2 separate regions of the Gossypium hirsutum genome follow, and region 2 is linked to region 1. A link is a contact called in public Hi-C data. All regions are on one chromosome and are shown on one strand. Each heading gives the region's core, a stretch centred on a gene start, on an enhancer-like site or on the middle of the called end of the contact. The rest is flanking DNA. Distances are from core to core; before and after follow the strand shown.

Region 1 (2,700 bases), core at 64-2,563:
TCCAACTAGTATATCAATTATGTCCCTAACAAGATGTTTACCCTTATCATCTCGACGTAGTCCGGATAGCCTTGCTTCTTCATCATAAGTCATGTTCAGTTGATATGGTTCCTAGGGCAGCTATTGTTTTAATTGCCCTTTTCGGATTGCCAATTCTATTATGTTCTTCAAATGTACAAAATGCTTTGTGTGGTGCTTAAGAGCATTGTAATATATATAGTGATGGTTTGAGTTATTGCGATCCTGGCTAGGTGTTAGCTGGGGTGGCATTTACAAAATACCTTGGTACTCGATCTGATCGAATATCTGGGCTAGAGAGCAGGTGAGTTCATGGTAAGTTCTATATTGATTGTAAGGTGCCCGGAACCTTTGATCTTAGCCAACCTTGTTCCCCTGGATGGGTCCTGAACAGTCAGAGGCATGGACATTATTAACCCTTTGTCGATCTCTCTGATTTGAAGGGTTGTATTGCCTATGCTCCATGTTGCCTACCCTAGAATGGGTCATTGGCTGCTGATAGCCTTGAGAACGTTGTGGAGGGGAACGACGCGGAGGATTAGACTGCTGGATGGTGGACACAAAAGAGTTGGCACGAGCTCTTTCTACTTCATCACCTTTCAAAAATTTGTGAACCATTTCATACAACGCGGATAAATTGCTCGGTTGATTCCCAATAATGATGTACCTCAAATGTTGGTGGGTGGCCCCGACAGCAAAGGAGTGGATGACCCCTTAATCTGTAACCCCCCATTGTTATCATAGTGGTTGCACTGAAACTACGAACATAATCTCGGAGGGATTCATTCACCCCTTGGCATATGGTCATCAGATAAGCGGGAGACTGTTGAAGTGTTTTGTTGGCCAGGAAGCAGCTCATTAATTGCCCATGTAATTGCTCGAAGGAGTGAATGGATCCTCAAGTACTGATAGGTACCACTGTCGAGCCGTTTGAGAGAGGGTCATGAAGAATGCTCTAGACATGATACTGTTAAAGGCCCTAAGAATTTTCATGTGATTGTTATAACGAGCTAAGTGGCCTTCTAGGTCTCTTGAGCCATTGAATATGAATTTCGGGAACATGAAAGAAGCTAAGATATGATTGGCTAATACCTCAGGAACGAGTGGCTCACTGGAATAGTTCCAAATGGATTCATCTACTTTGCCTCCATTTCCTATAGCATTTTTATATTGAATGCCTTGAGTCGCTCCACCGAGGAAGCGTTGTTGTTGCCTTGAGTATTCTGGGACACGACCGACTGGTTGCTATTTTCTGGTGGGTCATTCGGATTGTGACGTTCATGATCCATGTGGACTATGGATTGAGCTTCATTGCCCAAATGGGTAGGGTCGTCCCACCTGGGGACCTCTCGAGCTGCCCACAGCTTGTCAATCAACTGCTCATTTTAAAATTAAATTAGGACCAAATTGCTATTTGAACTAGAAATGAATTAGTTTTAATCTAACTAAGACTTAACTCAAATTATTATACACCAAATTAATTTAATTATATATCTAAACTATATCTAAATTATATCCAACAACCCAATGCAATCCTAAGATATCCTAAATTAATTAAAGGCATTCGATAAATCATTGAATTTGTTTTTCATTGAAAAGAAATTTTTAACATTTAATTTTTATGAGTTTGATAACCATCATAATTTTTTATTTAATTCAAAATTTTCAAAAAAAATAGTTGAATGAATTAAGTAAATAAATAACTATTTATCACTTAAAAGTTGAAAAGATTAAAAAAATTATATTCAAAATAAATTATCTTGTTAGTTTTGTTAGTAAAATATTCAAATTCTTATATTTAATTTCTATCCAAAATCTCTAAAATAATATAAATTATTACATCAATAACATTAAAATTATGAAATAAATAATTTTCGAAAATTAAGATTTATTATTATTAAACAACATTATATGTGGTACTTAATTTTATTAGGGTAAACTACATTTGTGATTGCCCAACTATCAATAAATTTCTTTTTGGTCATTCAACTATAAAAAGTTACAAAGTTATTGCCTTAGCTACCCAACTATTTCAAGTGTTTTCATTTTTACGTCTGTTAGTGATAAAAAAATATTCAAGAGTTATGTAACCATTCTATAACTCTTGATAGTTGGGTGATCAAGAAAGAAATTTATCAATAATTAAGCAACCACTTTGTAACTTTTTATAATTAGATAACAAAAAAATTCTAATAAGTGTATTTTACACTTTTTATTAACACAACAAATTTATAATATAAATTTAAAACCTATAAAATTTTGTATTAGAAAATGTTCAACACTTAACCTTTTAGTTTATCAAATAATACTCAACTTAATTTAATTAATTAGTTTATAACATTAATCCAAAACATATAATTAACTATCCTAGAGTAAATGTCAATCTAATAATAACTTATCTTTAAATTAATTCAGCAAACCGAGATTAATTAGATAATGAAAAATTGATCCCTCAATTTATAATGTTTCTTATTTCAGTATCTATATTTTTTGGTAAAAAATCAGGAAAATGAGAGAATCGTACAAGTCACCGAGCGGTCCAAGGCGATTTTCGAATGTCCGACTTTTTAATCATTGGATATAAGAATTGTTTCAGATCTAAAGCTGATTATAAAATGATTGGTTGTAAGGATACAATAATAATGCATGGCGAAGAAGATCGTTCTGGTGTACTTAACATGC
Region 2 (2,700 bases), core at 115-2,614, 160 kb before region 1:
ATTTGCTTAATCGAAACTTTTATAAACAAAATTAAGCCATCTTAACACTCGAATCACCCCTTGTTAGCTTAATTAGTTCCCATCTACCCATACTCACGGCTTGAGTAATTGATTCGGCTACAAATAAATAATGTTCAAATAAATTATAATTCCAAACAATCTACATAGAAAGCAATTTATGACACAATACAAAATTATGTAATTGACTATGTTGCTCAATATCAACAAGTACATCCTCTATAAAATTCCAATCCAATATATCATAAGTTTTCTCGAGATTAATTTTAGTCACCACCCGCTCTTACTTGCCTGACCTCTTACATATTATATGAATCATTTTTATACAATAATAATATTATCAACGATGCATCTTCCAACAGGAGGATAGAAGCTTGATTGCTTAAGAACTGCCCACGTTAGTATGAACGGTCTTAATTTTTTGTTCCTTTTGGTAATAATTTTTTACAAGACCGTACAAAACTATTGAATTGTCTTAAGAAACTCAATCTTCTAGATTAAGAAAAGAAGTCTGATTAATCCATTTCTCAATTTATGACACAATACAAAATTATGTAATTGACTAAGTTGCTCAATATCAACAAGTACATCCTCTATAAAATTTCAATCCAATATATCATAAGTTTTCTTGAGATTAATTTTAGTCACCACCCGCTCTTACTTGCCTGACCTCTTACCTATTATATGAATCATTTTTATACGATAATAATATTATCAACGATGCATCTTCCAACAGGAGGATCGAAGCTTGATTACTTAAGAGCTGCCCAGGTTAGTATGAATGGTCTTAATTTTTTGTTCCTTTTGGTAACAATTTTTTACAAGACCGTACAAAACTATTGAATTTTCTTAAGAAACTCAATCTTCTAGATTAAGAAAAGAAGAGTCTGATTAATCCATTTCTCAAATTGACCAATTGCAAATATTGTGAAACAAATTCGCAGACACCTCCATTATATTCGAAATATTTTAGTAAGAAAATGCATATAGACCATCAGCTCCGGAGAGATGGCCACGAATACTAGAAGTCTAGAACCACTTTTTTATTTAAATTAATTTTATTTTACATTAATAACAAATTTAATTAAAACCTACACTAAATTAATTACTATTTAGTAATTATATCTCATGTTTTAATTATGAAAATAATTTCATAATAGTACATATATTTATTTTGAGAAATAGATTTTCATTTTCAATTTTCAGAAAATACAAATAGAAATTGTTTTCTCGGGGCCCAAACTTTTAAAGTAATTTTTTCTTTTCCTTTGTCCATTTTGCAGTAAGATTAACTGCCCGGCTGCTTATTGGTTTCATTATAAAAAGTCACGGGTCAACATCCTGCAATAAGGCGTTCAATGTGATTTCAAACCTTTCTATGGCTATCAGCAACTCTCTCTCTCTCTCTCTCTCTCTCTCATCAGTTGGCAGCCAAAACATACAAAACTTCACGAGGGAAAAAAAAAAAAAACTTATCTTCCAATCATCAATGTCCCTCCCCAGCTTTCAATGCTGTTCCTGATCCATATTATGTTCAGTATCGGAAAGCCCTACATGAGGCAGAGTATCTAATACTAAATCAGTATCGACTTTATTATCTGAACTCTCCTTTTGCTGCTCATCATCCCCTGCGACATCGATTGATCCTTCAGCATCTTCACTATTTCCAGTTTCAGTTGATGCCCTTCTTTGCACGTGCTCCTCTATCTTTGTGGATATTTCTTTCACTTCTTCAACTGCAAGATCACACAAAATCTTCTCCCTGTTACCTCCGTCACCTGAGCAATCAGATAATATTTCTGTTGCAACCTCTGAATGCTCCGCATTAGAGTTATTTATACTATTGTGATTTTCTGAAGATAAATATTGCTGACTATTATCAGTACTGATTTCCAAAGCAGAAGAGATGGACTCATCATGGTCCGATTCTTTTACTGTCCTCTCAACTACAGAATCAGTTTCAGCTGCATTCTTTGTGGCTGGAAAAGACTGGAAGGCATCCCAATCGTCTTCATCCTCTTCATCTTCTTCCATGTCATCATTATTGGTACCTATAGGGGTGGCTAATGGAGATGAATATCTTTCTTCACTTTGCTGTTTAAGCTTCACTTGAGTAGCTGATGGTAAGGCATTGTCCTCTCTTCTCATTTCAAGTGGAACTGGTAGTTTAATCTCTAATTGCGGTGCCACAGATTTCGTTTCTCCAACACTATGGTCCAGTGTTACTGAAGCACGAATAACCCCCTGAAAAAAGAATGGTGATTATTATTTCTGAACAATGTGGCCATGGGAAAAATGAAAATTGCAAATCAAACAAAACTTTAGGCAACAAAGTCTTCAATTGCCTATTTCTATCAAAAAAGTGAATCCATTGCTCTACCAGAAACATGTGGAGAAAAACTATTAGTGAACTAGATCTATGTTTCTTGAAAGGAAAAAACAAAGCCATCAGGTTCGATCTAACAATACAGTTAACAAGTTTACCAAACTTGAAATTTCCCATTTTATGGTTCTTTCAATCACAATAGAAAAACTTGTCATCTATATGGAAAGAAATAGAAAGCAAAAACACCTGAAGTTGCTGTCTATGCGTCTCAGACATCAATAACAACACATCCTTGAGATGACCAGCCGAAGAAGGAATTTGGGCAAGATGAGAAACAAGCCTGATGGCGGTGTTTC

The links. A called contact is a pair of places that touch in the nucleus more often than the background predicts.
Region 2: a contact with region 1 is called in a Hi-C map of leaf, with 2.2 times the contacts expected there. The contact joins two enhancer-like sites. A contact is called at or near these places in 2 of 34 Hi-C or Micro-C datasets (leaf and seedling).

What each region holds. Positions count from the first base shown.
Region 1 is chrA07:10,141,129-10,143,828 of Gossypium_hirsutum_v2.1, reverse strand. No RefSeq gene overlaps it. Among protein-coding and RNA genes, the nearest start is that of LOC107934236, 20 kb to the right of the region's middle. Within about 2 kb of position 1,313, at least 7 of the 9 cell types and tissues checked have an H3K27ac peak or open chromatin away from gene starts, as enhancers often do. A contact at or near this core is called in leaf, where this site is marked.
Region 2 is chrA07:10,305,830-10,308,529 of Gossypium_hirsutum_v2.1, reverse strand. LOC107934225 (protein SWEETIE) reads right to left here. Exons shown (of 48, transcript XM_041117547.1): 47 at 2,591-2,700; 48 at 1,262-2,262. The coding sequence ends at 1,525. Among protein-coding and RNA genes, the nearest start is that of LOC107934216, 4.7 kb to the left of the region's middle. Within about 2 kb of position 1,364, at least 2 of the 9 cell types and tissues checked have an H3K27ac peak or open chromatin away from gene starts, as enhancers often do. A contact at or near this core is called in leaf, where this site is marked.